2 separate regions of the Macaca mulatta genome follow, and region 1 is linked to region 2. The links are chromatin contacts, called in public Hi-C maps. All regions are on one chromosome and are shown on one strand. The core of a region is the stretch at or near the end of the contact, and the rest is flanking DNA. Distances in the headings are between cores, read along the strand shown.

Evidence for each region. Hi-C and Micro-C count contacts between places; a contact is called where the count stands out from the background.
Region 1: a contact with region 2 is called in a Hi-C map of liver, with 6 times the contacts expected there. The contact joins the promoter of EDRF1 here to the promoter of ZRANB1 in region 2. A contact is called at or near these places in 2 of 14 Hi-C or Micro-C datasets (fetal cortex germinal zone and liver).

What each region holds. Positions count from the first base shown.
Region 1 is chr9:137,765,041-137,772,854 of T2T-MMU8v2.0, forward strand. It overlaps EDRF1 (erythroid differentiation regulatory factor 1), which reads left to right and starts at 3,952. Exons shown (of 24, transcript XM_015148437.3): 1 at 3,952-4,166; 2 at 5,465-5,673; 3 at 7,316-7,382. The coding sequence starts at 4,059. It overlaps LOC144331367 (a long non-coding RNA gene), which reads right to left and starts at 3,791. Exons shown (of 3, transcript XR_013398452.1): 1 at 3,673-3,791.
Region 2 is chr9:136,973,032-136,979,974 of T2T-MMU8v2.0, forward strand. ZRANB1 (zinc finger RANBP2-type containing 1) reads left to right here and starts at 4,977. Exons shown (of 10, transcript XM_015148412.3): 1 at 4,977-5,383.

The DNA of each region.
Region 1 (7,814 bases), core at 2,702-5,201, 790 kb after region 2:
CTGTAAGCCACTGACCTGGTTAACCCAGCTGTAAGCCACTGACCTGGCTAACCCAGCTGTAAGCCACTGACACTTGGGGATCATTGGGTTTGTCAGTATAACCCAATCTTATGTGACCAGCTCACCATGGCCCAAGGAAGGGCACCTGTGTCAATCCATAAATTACATATTAGTAAAGCTTAATTTTGCCTTTACTTGTCAGATTAAAAAAAAAAAAAACAGTCTTCCTGCACCCCAGGGGATTGTCTTTGGAGACCACTATCCAAAGGTATAATCTACAGGGCAAGGTTGTCAGAAACTTAACAATTGCAGTAAAAATGTACACTAATCAGCACTACCCCAGAGATACTAGATTCTGGAGGTGGCTGGAGGATCTGTTTGCTTAACAAGTTCCTCAGGTGATTATGAGACAACTTCAAATCCACTGGCCTATGTCTACTATTTGACTTTTTAGAAAGCTAAGGTAGGAGACCTGGGTACTAGTCCTAACTTTGCAACTACCTTTGTATGATGTTCAACAAGTCGATCCTATTCTCCTTTCTGGACTGCATTGCTCTCATCTAAAGAGGCAAGAGATTGGCTCAGATGACCTCAAATCTCTTTCAGCTCTAAAAGTCTAGGATCAGGAGCCAGAAATTCAAAACTTTCTAAGATCCAGAAAGTAAACAAATGAGGCTGGTGACGGGTAAGACATTAGGTTGTGGAAGTGCCCATGGCAAACTGAAAAGCATATTCCCCAAATGGTCCCTGAGTTGAGAGGTTTTCAAGTTTGGCATGCTCTGCCCGTGAGGCTAGATAAGAACCGTGAGCATCCTGGCCACTTGTTCTTCTGGCAGGAGCCCCAACCACATTTGCCTAACTTAAAATTGTCTTGCTATAACGTTTTGGAAACTATACAAATAACTACCTGAATTTACAAATGACTGGGATTTTTCTCAGAAATCATTGCCTGCTGGGAGGATTTTTGCTAACTGAGAAAGTCTATCTACAAACTGTTTTAGAATGGAACAAACTGTATGTCAATACGACCTTTAATAATTAATGACATTGACATTGCAGTATTTCAGAGCTACTTCATTAAACATTTTTAGCTTTGATTTTGCAGATTAAAAAAAAATATTTTGGAGCCAACAATATTGTTTTTATGTCTCAAACATTTTGATGAGCATTTTAAAAGCCTGTCAGCCCCAGTCATTTTCCCTCCGTTGCCTAAGGGCTGAAACAGTTCTGTCGGCTTGTGCTGTGCCTGGTGTCAGTGATCAGACGGGACTCCAGCCTTTGAGGAGCTCACAGTCGGGAAGGGAGGCAGATACAAACAGGTAATTTTTCTATAATGTGACAAGTGCAGGATAAAGCAATACAAGCGACTGGAACAAAGGAAGGAACCCTGAGGGGTAAGGAGGTGGAGGTGTCAGGAGAGAAGCCAGGTGAGGAAGGAAAAGGTATTTTAGGCAGAGGAAAGCACCAGCAAACGTGGAGCTATGGAACAAGTAGCTGGAGCAGCAAACAAGCACACTGCTCATTCATTCAACAGACACTCTTAGTAGCTAGAGCATCAGGCACTGAAGAGGCAGGTAAACACGTGAGAGCCATGGGTAGTTGCAAGAGCCAGGATAACTACACAGACAAGGCAGAGCAGGCCACGGTTGACGGGGTACATCCCAAGTGGGGCCCTGGGGCAGGAGGACAGGGATGGAGGAAACAGGCAGACACTGGTACAATATAAAAATGAAAATCAATTAGTGTCTGAAAACTTGAAATTCTAAGAGTAATGACTTATCCTCCATGTTTTCCCACAAAATATTCCAACCTCCTATATTAAAAAGTGACAATAACTTTTTAAAAAACACTACACCATGTAAAAGTGGGTTTCTCACCTATTTTAAAAAATTTTCCTGACCACTATGAGCTCCAGCAGCATGTAAAAGTGTTTGACTAGGGAAAAAGAAAAAATTAATAAGCTCTTAGAGCAAGAGGCATATATAAATTTTATGTAACCCAGATGTGCCCAATTGCTCCAGCCCCCAGCAATCTTGCTCCTTTACGAACTAAATTACAGTACTGTAATCCTGGTCCTGTGTGTGGCTGCTGGAGACCCAGCCCTGACTCAGGTTTTCCTCCACAGTCAGTCCCAAGGGTCCCTGGTCACCCTTAGAGCTCCCATTATCCTCTGTGTGCTGCCAACCTCTTTTTCTGTGCTGAGTTCCTGGTTCTGTTTCATACTTTGTCTTTTCACGGGCTATTTCAGCACGTTTTCCCACTAAGCATCATCAACACGTGTCTAGGCACTCACTTCTCAAGAAGCATGCAAAATATTTGAATCCTGAGAAAAGAATCACTGCTATTTCTTTCTTACAAAGATAGAATTACACAATAAAACAACAGAATTTAAAGATTACCACAAGCTGAATTATGTATGTGTGTAAAAGCTTAACAAAATTACATATTATAATAATCACAAATAAAAATAGGAAAAGAAAATATTAAAGAATAAATTTAAATCACTTCATTTCACGACTCAGATCTGTTTTTGTGGACACAGACACAGAAATGGAGACTTTTTAAAATTAAGATCATATTGCACATTGGCTTTTTTTTTGAGACGGAGTCTTGCTGTGTCGCCCAGGCTGGAGTGCAGTGGTGCAATCTCAGCTCACTGCAAGCTCCGCCTCCTGGGTTCAAGCCTCCCTGCCTCAGCCTCCCTAGTAGCTGGGATTACAGGCGCCCACCACCACACCTGGCTAATTTTTGTATTTTTAGTAGAGATGGGTTTTCACCCTGTTGGTCAGGCGGTCTCGATCTGACCTCGGGTGATCTGCCCACCTCGGCCTCCCAAAGTGCAGGGATTACAGCCGTGAGTCACCGCGCCTGGCTTGTTACATTTAATTCATAAAATTGTTTTGTTACATTTGAAAGCAATTTGTGAGTTGAATGCTTGCTCATCAGGAGCATTCCTGAAAACGGACAGGACAGTGAGTTATCACAGCCAAATGTGAATTACAAATTGAGATAGCCAAACTGCAGGAACCAAGTTAATTTTTAAAAACACTTTCTGCATCCTACGGCACAACAAAACACTTTTACTACAAAACATGTATGATGGATGTGGCTGCGTTTGACAGTTTGAGATGACATTGAAGAGTGGGAAAGTAAGAGAGCCTGGACCTTCAAAGCTTGCAAACGGCCCGGGCTATTTCTCCACCTCCTGGCTACTCCAAGGAACCTCCTGGTAACCTGTGAGAAACGCCAAGTCTCAGGCCCACCCAGAGCGCCCGAATGAAAACATACGCGTTATGAGGCCCCAGGTGCAGCGTCTCAGGGATCCTGCACAGCCTGGGACGCCCCGCAAGCAGCGGGCATGCCGGGCCCCCAGGAGCCTCCGAAAGCCACCCATTCCCTAAACCGGGAGCCTCGTCCGCGCGTCCCAGCGTCCTCCCCGGAAGCCCCGCCGCTCCCACACCCAGGATGGAGCCACACGGGCACTAAGAGGCGGGCAGGGGCGCCCAGTCTTGAGATGGCAGGCTCGCTTTTCCAGTCCGGGCCCTCGGGGTGCCCGTGTGAAAAGAGGTGACACTGAAGCCTGGGGAAGAAGTGCGAAGCCCTCACTAATTCACGTAACCGGAGCCAACGGTAGCGCAGTGGGCTGCACGTCCCCTCCCACGCGCAGATTACCTGCAAGCGCGCACCACCCCCAGAACTGTTTGCCAACAAAGACGTGCAGGGGGCGGAGCCTGAGCGTCAGATCCCGCGAGCGGCGTGCAGGGGGCGGAACCTAGGAGTCAGATACCGCGAGAAGCAGTCTCCCGAAGAGGTTCGGACAAGCGCAGGCGCACTACAATTCCCGCCCTGGCCGCGAAGGTGGGACCCGCAGCGGGAGGCGGGGCCGGGCCTATGGGACAAAGATCGCGAGATTTAATGTGGAGTCACAGCTACTTCTTCCTGGCAGAGACCGGAAGTGCGGTCCGCGGAGTGTGTCTGGCGCTTGCCCTGTTTTGGGCCCGGGTGGCTGTTGCCGCTGCTCCGCTCCCCCTTCGTCTCGCCTGACTTGGATCGAAGTGATGGGGGATCCCAAGGAGGCCGGAGCAGAGGGTCCGCCGGCGGGGGCCGCCTCTCGAGGAGGACTCAGCCTCCTGTCCCAGGGAGAATCCGAGGAACCTTCTGCACAGGTGAGTCCTCCGAGGAGTGGCACCTGCCAGGGATGCGGGAGCCGAGGATCCGCTCCACCGGGGAGGGATGCCACGGTTCCCGGCAGATTCTGGAGGCTTCTCCATGTTTCCCTGACACCCCCAAAACAGGGAGTGGAAGTCCGTGTTCCTTTCGGCAGGTATTCGTATTAAAAGCAGTCCTGGTAGCCGACAGGTGAGTTAGATACGATCTCTGCTCTCAAGGAGGGTTCTTGTAAATATGTCGTTCCAAAACGTGGCACAGTCGTGCAAAGCAGGAGGGAAGAAACGGTGCCAGGCAGTGACTCGCCGAGAATGAGACCGAACTAATTCACAAAAGGTGTAAAATGTTTGCCAGGCAGAAAAGGGACTGCGTGAAAGGTTAGAATATTGAACCCAGACACTGAACTTGCTTTGGGAGTGTGCAGGTGCAGGTTGTGAGGAACGAACCCCCCATGCCTTGCTATGAAGTTAGAGACTCAAGACTATTTGAACCATGCATACATGCATGAACCGATGCATCAATTACTAAATATTTGCATTAAAACAAAAAAAGGCCCAAATATTCTACCACACTACTTTATGAATGATGTGTTATTAAAATTAAAATACATCTTTGGTCCGGCGCGGTGGCTCACGCCTGTAATCTCAGCACTTTGGAAGGCCGAGGTGGGTGGATCACCTGAGGTCGGGGAGTTGGAGACCAGCCTGGCCAACATGGCAAAACCCCGTCTCTACTAAAAATACAAAAATTAGCCGGGCGTGGTAGTGCAAGCTTGTAATTCCAGCTACTAGGGACGCTGAGGCAGGAGAATGGCTTAAGCCCAGGTTGCCCAGGTTGCAGTGAGCCATGATTGCTCCGCTGCACTCCAGCCTGGGCAACAAAGCGAGACTACTTCTCAAAAATTAAAAAAAAAAAAAAAGAATTAAAATACATCTTCGATACTGAAAATAGACTTTATTGAAGTTTGCATTTAGTTAACATGTTACCATTGAGTCTCCTTGGTTTCTGCTTCTCCACATTATATGAATAAATTTTAAAAGGTAGAGTAGGTGGTCCATTTTCTAGCTGATAACCATGACCATCATACTCCTTGACTCATCTTTTTTCTTTGAAGTTGGTGTAAAAGAACTAAATAAATGTTAGCGTTTATGCTCAAATTTATTAAGTGCTGTTAGTAACATGTGGCATCCGTTCCTTGTGAAGCCTGGTGTGACAGGTCCTTGTTTTCTTTTTTATGAAGGTGAGATTTTTCGTTCCTAGTAATTTTCATTAAAGTTTCACCCAATGTGTTAATTAGGGATCAGCTTTATTTCTTGGAGGCAATGAAGTGAAGAGCCGAGCTGTGGTGAAATACTCTTCTGCCCCTCCTCGAACAGCATTTGCACGCCTTGAAGAGAAAACAGACTTGAAACTCCCACCTGCCAACTGGTTACGAGAGAGTGCCAAACTAGGGCCGGCAGGAACTACCATTCTTGGCAACAGCAAGAAAAGCAAGCCATTTTCAAGGTAAATATTAATCAGTGGCATTTTTACCTGCCCCTCCACCCTCACTTAAAACTCTTATTTGCTTTTAAATTCAGTTTGTAATGCCCATTAACTTGTCGAGATTTCTCTTTAGAGAAAGATCACATTTGATTTTCAAAGGCTTTTTATTCTGATAATAGATGATGTTACAATATGAAGATGTACATACAATATCAATTGCATATGCTTCTTTCAAGTCTGCATCACGTTATTAGCAAAGATGAGTTTTGACCGCCAAAGTTCAATCAGCCCTTTTATTTTAGCCAATTTGCATACCTTTTGAATATATGAATATAAAGGATCAGCTTGGTGCATGAGGAGGAAGACCTTGAACATTACTTCATCTTTCCTGTGGAGTTTTTCATTAAATGGTGGCAGGTTGATCTGGAAAAGCCAGATTTAAAAACCCAGCATGTTGGGTGACCTACACCTTAACTTTGGCACCAGAAATTCTGCTGATGGTATTTAAAGTTGAGAGAGTAGCCTGAGGTCCTATAGAGAAAAATGTACTAATGTCCATATTGTAGGCCATTTAATGTGTGGGGTTCTCTTTTCTTCTTCCCCCTTCTCAGCCACTCAATCTAAAATATTTCCATGTAACTTGTAGCAAGGGGCACAAATACACTAATACTTTATGAGCTGGTAGTTTGGAAATTATCCTAAAGCCTCAGAAAATAAAAGTTATATTTGCAAAAATACGTTTGTGTGTAGCATCATTTATAGGAGCAAAAAGTTGGGAATATCCCAGATATCATTTTTTAAAAGAATGGCTTAATTATGATTTGTCAACATAATTAAATGTTGCGAGGAAATTTGAATAATTATATTAACTCTATACAAATGCCGTGCCAAGTATTTTATATGCTTATTTAATTCTCACAACAACTCTTTGAGATAGGCACTGTTAATTATTTTGCATCTGAGAAAACGGAAGCTGAGAAGGGTGAAATAATTTGACTCAAGCATACAGTAAATCACAAAGCATGCTTTGCCATTAGGCAGTCCTTGGTAAGTGTCCTGACTCTGCCTTTTAGTAATTGGAACATGGCGATGTTGGGTACCTTTCAGGCTTATAGACTATAGATGTGCCTCAGGTGGTACGTGGCATCAGTTGGCTGCTCAATTAACAGTTTTTTTCCATTTCCTTTTGTGGCTGAATTGGTGTCAGGTGCATTTTTTTCATGTATATTTTTTAAAAGAGGTATTGTATATCACTAGAAACACAATCTCAGAAAGTAAAATCCTAGTACATGTTTCTGTTTTTCTTATCTCTCCACCTAAAAAGAATAAAGTTTTGAACTATTTTCCCTTGGAGACTTTGGGTTTTGTGATTACAAAAATAAAATAATTGTTTTTATTTGAAATATTTCCTACTGGATGCTTCTAATGATTATTACCATGTCTTATCAAATCTAAGATGCCATTGACTCTCAGACACAGCATGATTTTAGTGCCACTAAGAAGAAAAAACTTGCCAGCTGTGATGGTGATACGCATCCTGGTTTCAGAGTTGTTAAAATGTGGAAAATGTGTATCCTAGAAGCAATGAAGTATTGTTATTAAATTCTACTTGCATGATTATGAGCATGACCTTATAACCGGTGTCCTTTTATCTCTTTGGTAGCTTTGGCATGGCATACGACTTTATTGATTCAGTGGGAAATGATGTGGATGTTGTCTCTGACTCTGAAGTAAGTGTAATTTTGGGGGTGTTTTGTGATAGGTGTTTTATACCATGCTGTGTTTTGCATGATATAAATTTGCAAGTCTTGAGAAATTAGTGATGAAATAAGACAAAACTTATCTGATTATTGAATATCTTTTTTGTTATTAAAGTATCATTGTTTACCACATTTTTATTTAAAGAGGAAGGAATAATCCCCAAACACTGGCAGTGGTAATAATACTGATGGTTATATTTTAATGATAGTAATTGAAACTGATTATAGTGTTTGGGATTATTCTGTATATGTTACCAATTGAGTTACAAATGATATTTCTAGTAAAATCTATTGATCGTTATTGGCTTTGATCTGATATGCTAGAAGCCTGGGTCAGCATAACAGTGTGACGTATCCACCCTTAACTTTAAGAAATCCTATCATGTAAAAATAAATGTTTGG
Region 2 (6,943 bases), core at 3,727-6,226:
GGTCTCACTATGTTGCCCAGTTTGGTCTTGGATTCCTGGCCTCAAGTGATCTTCCACCTTGGCCTTCCAAAGTGCTAGAATTACAGGCATGAGCCACTGCTCCTGGCCCATTCTCTGACTTTTGATTCTTTCTTCTGCCCCAGAGTTAAGTCACTGGCAAATCCTGAAGATTGCACTGTCTCCCATTTCACTCCTGGCCCTCCTTTCCATTCCCACAGCTACTTTGGTTTTAGGTCCTTGTCTCTTCTCTGTCCCTGTTTCTACTTCTGCCCTCATTTGTCCCACAGACATTCCAGGTAAAGGCTGGTAGCTCCAATACTGGCACCTTCCTGCTCAAAACCTCTTTATGGCTTTCTACTGTTAATGGAACTAAAGATCCATTTTTTTCTACTGTTAATGGAACTACAGATCCAAATTTTGCATTCAAAACTTTCACAAAAATGCAATATGGAATTATAAACTCTACAGTTAGTCTGGGAAAAACTGAAACGAAAGCCAGAACAAACTATCAACAAAACTATACTGTCTCTACACTTTACTACAAAGGTCCTTTTTTTTTTTTTTTTTTTTTGAGATGGAGTCTTGTTCAGTCACCCAGGCTGGAGTGCAATGGCGCGATCTCGGCTCACTGCAAGCTCCACCTCCCAGGTTCACACCATTCTCCTGCCTCAGCCTCCCGAGTAGCTGGGACTACAGGCACCCGCCACCACGCCAAGCTAATTTTTTTTTTTTTTGTATTTTTAGCAGAGACAGGGTTTCACCATGTTAGCCACGATGGTCTCGATTCTCCTGACCTCGTGATCTACCCGCCTCAGCCTCCCAAAGTGCTGGGATTACAGGCATGAGCCACTGCGCCTGGCCTTTTTTTTTTTTTTTTAGATAGCGTCCTGCTCTGTTGCCCAGGGTGTAGTACAGTAGTGCCATCATAGCTCACTGCAGCCTGGACCTCCCAGGCTCAAGCAATTCTCCTGCCTCGGCCTCCCAGAGTGCTAGGATTAGAGGCATGGGCCACTGCACCGAGTCTAATATAAGGTTTCTGAAAAGGAAATTAAAAACCCCACAAAGACAGTGTATACTTTTTTCCAAATGAAATATTTCTCCGAATCCAAATACACATAAGTAGAATGTTAGTTTGGTCAGTGTGCCAATCAGCAACAGTTCTGTAACTGTTACAATGCCCCATCTGCTGTATTTATTGATGATATCTTTTTAATTCAAATATAGTGGAACATTTGACTGTGGAATCAAGAGTTCTGTGCTCTGCTGGGCACGGTGCTATGTGCCTGTAATCCCAGCATTTTGGGAGGCAGAGGCAGGAGGATCGTTTGAATCCAGCAGTTCAAGACGAGCCTGGGCAACACAGACTTTGTCTCCACTAAGAGTTTAAAAATTAGCCGGGTATGGTGGAGCATGTCTGTAGTCCTAGCTACTGGGAAAGCCAGGGTGGGAGGATCACTTGGGCCGCGGGGGTTTGAGGCAGCAGTGTGCTATGATTGCACCACTGCACTCCAGCCTGGGTGACAGAGTGAGATCTTGTCTTTACAAAAATAAAAAAATAAAAAAACATTTGAAAAAGAGTTACGTGTTCCTGTTCGAATTGCAGAGTTAATTTGTCTAGCTCTTGTTAAGACACTTAACATCTTTAGGCATTAATTTCCACATCTGCAAGCTTTCGGGGTTTGAGGGCTGTTTTGTCAGTAGTTCTCAATACTGGCTGCACGTTTCAGTTACCTGGGGAGTGGGTTTAAAACATATCCATAGGTTGGGCGCAGTGGCTCACGCTGGTAATCCCAGCACTTTGGGAGGCTGAGGCGGGTGGATCATGAGGTCAGGAGATCAAGACCATCCTGGTTAACACAGTGAAACCCCGTCTACCAAAAAATACAAAAAAAAAAAAAAAAAAAAAAAAAAAAAATGCCGGGCGTAGTGGTGGGTGCCTGTAGTCCCAGCTACTCGGGAGGTTGAGACAGAAGAATGGCATGAACGTGGGAGGCGGAGCTTGCAGTGAGCCGAGTTCGCGCCACTGCACTCCAGCCTGGGGGACACAGCAAGACTCCATCTCAAAAACAAAAAACAAAAAACATAAAACATATCCAAGCCCAGGCCCCTCTCTTAGGGATTGTTTCGATAGGACATCTGTCTCTCTCTTTTTCTCTCTCTCTCTATATATTTTGTTTGTTCATTTGTTTTTTTAGATAGAGTCTCACTCTGTTGCCCAGGCTGGAGTGCAATGGCATAGTCACGGCTCACTGCAACCTCCACCTCCTGGGTTCAAATGATTCTCGTGCCTCAGCATCCCGCATAGCTGGGGTTAAAGGCAGGTGACACCACGTCCGGCTAATTTTTGTATTTTTAGTAGGGACGAGGTTTCACCATGTCGGCCATGCTGGTCTCAAACTCCCGACCTCAGGTGATCTGCCTGCCTCGGCCTCCCAAATTGCTGGGATAACAGGCATGAGCCACTGCGCCTGACCTATAATTACAGGTCTTTCTTTCTTTTTTTTTTTTGAGACAGAGTTTTGCTATTGTTGCTCAGGCTGGAGTGCAATGACACAATCTCAGCTCACTGCAACCTCCGCCTCTGGAGTTCAAGAGATTCTCTTGCCTCAGCTTCCCAACTAGTTGGGATTACAGGCACGCACCACGACGCCTGGCTAATGTTTTGTATTTAGTAGAGACGGGATTTCACCATGTTGGTCAGGCTGGTCTCGAACTCCTGACTTCAGGTGATCCACCCGCCTCGGCCTCCCAAAGTCCTGGGATTACAAGGGTGAGCCACTGCGCCTGGCCATAATTATGGTTATTTCTATCTTACTCTTTTTTTCTCTATGCTGTAGTTTCCTCACTAAGATGTGTCTTATCTTTGTGGGCTTCTTATTCATAGGTACGTGATATTCACTATTTACTCAATTGAGGAAGGAGTTAATAAACTTTATCCTAGTGATATCCCATTTCCTTACCAAAATAAACTACAACTCAAGCAAAACAAAAACACCTAATTCTGTGATTCCTGGTAGCTTGTAACTGAGAGGTTCTGCAGTCTGAATTCAGGAAGGGGAAGCTGGAGGAATTCAGGACCTCTTAAAGAAAATATTTTCAAAGTTGAAATGTTGGCCTAACTATTGTTCTTAACATAGTAACATGGTGTTTGATCTGATCTACAATTGTGTTAATTATACATTAATTATAAATACAGCTCATATATATAAATATATATGAGAATGTTAAGTTTTGCAGGCAAAAGACTTGCAGTTTAAACTCAATTTATTGAATAAATAATGTTGCTCTGGGCAGACGAGGATTGTCGAAAATATCTACACTATAGGAATGGCTATGAGAATAAAATATGCCAATAAAATATGTTGCTGGAGAGGGGAATCTATAAGATACAGCATTATTCTTTGCTGGCCATAGTGAAGCTATACACACATTCCTGACCATATTTATGCAAAGAGAAAGCTAGAACACCATGAACAGTTTTAATAAATGAAGTCCCATTAAAATTTTAAAAATCTGATTAAACTCTGAATTATGGTCCTCCTGTTGAACCTGAGGTATCCAACTGTTAAATGCCCTTTGGTAGTAGTATAGGTTTTTTCTCTAATAGATAACTTTTAAATTTACAGCTTTTAAAGAGTTGCTGTCTTTTATGATCTTTCAAATTCTTTTTTTTTTTTTTTTTTTTTTTTGAGACGGAGTCTCGCTCTGTCGCCCGGGCTGGAGTGCAGTGGCCAGATCTCAAGCTCACTGCAAGCTCCGCCTCCCGGGTTCACGCCATTCTCCTGCCTCAGCCTCCCGAGCAGATGGGACTACAGGCGCCCGCCACCTCGCCCGGCTAGTTTTTTGTATTTTTTAGTAGAGACGGGGTTTCACGGTGTTAGCCAGGATGGTCTCGATCTCCTGACCTCGCGATCCGCCCGTCTCGGCCTCCCAAAGTGCTGGGATTACAGGCTTGAGCCACCGCGCCCGGCTGATCTTTCAAATTCTATCTTCTCCTCACAAAATTTTAAGTATGAAAACTACAAGGTAAAGTCCCACTGGGAAAAAACAAAGATCTCTTGCTAGAAAAATTTCCCATACTCATGGGGTTTTAACAAATGGCTGGCTTATTTTGGCTATTTGGTTATTTTTACAGTACAAAAAGAAAGAAATACACATATCTGTTTAGAACTTGGTCCCAGGGGATTCTCCTAAGCAGTATTTTTTCCATAGCTGTAATTTATCCTCGGCCTGAAGATAGGTAAGGCTTATTTACAGAAATAAGGCTTATTAGGAAAGGTTTATTTCTAATTTACAGAAAAGGTATCCATAAGAAGGTTGGATTTTCCCAAGACTAGCGCCAGTAAGTCGTGGAGGAGAGCAAGACGCAAGGTCTCCATTACTTTTCATGGCGTGTCTATCTACGTACGCACACATGTACCATGCACAGAGCAACGAGAAATATACACATACATCCATATACACGGATAGCCCCAGCAAAGGCAGGGGTAAAAATCGGACACTGCAAAACATAAATTTAAAAAATCAAACCATCACAAAGCACCTAGAGCTTTGTCTTCCCTGGTGTTTTATGAAGAGCTTCAAAGTCCTTAAGAAAAAGTAAAGCAGCATTTGGGTTATACGTAGATCGCTTAGGCTACGTGAGACCTGGGGGTTAACTTAAAACTCCGGCGCATGTGTCGCAGAGACGAGGCAAAGCGCGCCTCCAGACACTGACGAGGACGCCCTCCGGGCCGCCGTCAGCCCGCGCCCCCGAGCGCCACGCACCCCACGGCGGTCCGGCACCCTCAGGCCCACAGCGGTCCGCGGAAGGGAACCAGCGCGGGGCCAACGCGCGCCACCGACTCACAATCGAGGCCGCACTCCGGCTGACGTCACCCTCTTTCGACCCGCCCCCTGAGCCCGGAATGAGGCGGCCGCTCATTGGCTGCGCCGCCGGCGGCCTCGGGGCCAATGACAGGGCGGCGAGCGTCTGGGTCCGGCCTTGACGTTGTGCCGCTCGCCGCGGGGTTTATTTGGCTCCGGGTCCCTCGGCTGCCGCCATTAGGGGTCCGCAGCCCCGCGGCCGCCTCCCACACCTCACTGCCCCCGCCCCCCGGGGCTCCCCAGCCTCCGCGCCTCCTCTCCGCCCCTCTACCCCGGCCTCCGGCAGCCAGGAGCCGCGCGCGGACCCGCGGAGACCATGTCCTGACTGAGGGGAGAAGGCGGAGGCGGCAGCAGCGGGGCGGGCGGCGGCGCGGAGGGAGGCGGAGAGGGGACGGGCTCGACTCGTCGCCGCGGGCTGCGCGGGGAGTCGCCGCCGCCGCCGCCGCCGCCGCCGCCGCCAAGCGCCCGTCGGACGGGGAGGAGGAGCAGGAGCTGGAGGGGGAGCCGCCGCCGCCAGGTAACCGGGCCCTGGGGGGCGCCCCACCGCGGCCTGCCGGGTCCCTCGCTTCCAGGCGGCGCCCAGGTTGCTGGGCCTCCCGGGCTGCCCGCCCGCCCGGCACCCCGGGGGCGGCCGCGTCGCAGGCGCGGGGAGGGCAGGGGCCCGGGCCGCCGCTGTCGGCCCTTCCATCTTAGGCGCTCCGGGTGCGGGGACGGCCCAGGGGCTGTGGGAGGGCGGGTCCGCCCAGCTTGTTTACCGACCGCCGGCCGGCCGCGGCTGGACGCCGTGCGGGTCCCGCCGCCGCTCTTCCGCCAGATTTCCCCACAACTTCTTTTCCTGCCGGAGACGGGTTAGCTAGTGGGGTTTCGGTCCCATTCCGCAATAGGCCGTAAACACTTGGGTCCATCGCCACAAGTTGGTTCTGGTCTCCAAACTTGTGTTTCAGTCCCTCGGCCACTTGCTTTCCACCTCCTGCGGTGGCCTCCAGTTGCCATTTCTAGGAAAATAAAGGTGGGGGACGACGAGGCGGGTGGGGAGGAGGAGCTGGAGCTAGTGGAAAGATTCGTCTACCCCTTCTGTTCTAAGTAACGAGTGTTCAGTGCAAGGATCTGTTTCTTCTCTGCTGTGGTTTGGTGCGGGTCATTTCACAGACAAAAGAACTGTAGTGAATGCTGGCATTAAGCGCAGGGAACAGGCAGTTTAGGTTAAGCCTGGAAGTTTGAACCGGCCCATTATCTTTGAGGTACACTGGTGTTTTGAAACTCTCTTGCTGAGAATTGTGTATTTCCGTCAGTTGATTACCCTTTTCTATAACTCCGTAGACTGTCGATTTAAGCGCCGCCCCATTTTACCAGTATTTTGGTTTCACCGTGTTTATGATGATGTTAATAAATCTAATATGCAAAAATACCGTTTTAGGAACACAATTCGAGTTTTTTTTTTTTTGAGACGGAGTTTCGCGCTTGTTGCCCAAGCTGGAGTGCAGTGGCGCTATCTCGGCTCACTGCAACCTCCACCTCCTAGGTTCAAGCGATTTTCCTGCCTCAGCCTTCTGAGTAGTTGGGACTACAGGAATGCGCCACCACGCCCGGCTAATTTTGTATTGTTAGTAGAGATGGGGGTTTCTCCATGTTGGTCAGGCTGGTCTCGAACTCCCGACCTCAGGTGATCCGCCCGTCTCTCGGCCTCCCAAAGTGCTGGATTTAGGCGTGAGCCACCGCGCTTGGCCTGAGAGAAATCTTTAACTGGGACCTATTCTGTAAAGAGTGATTTCTTTACCTGTGTGTTTTAGTTAACATCACTTGTGCAGTATCCAGCAGTACCCCTGTTTTGATCAAACATGGATGACTCAGTGTACAAAACATAAACCAGGGGAAACCATAAGGAATTTTGATCTCGCCTTGTGCCAAGGCTCTTGGGAAAGTCATCTGAACTATGGGAGAAATAAAGCTGGATTTTGTCTCCTTGTTATTATTTTGAGTTAAATGAAGTAATTCTAAAAAAATTTAGAATCCTCTTGACTTTTGGCTCTAAAGGTAGGCAGGCTCTTTATACTAAAATTTCATAACATTGTTTTTA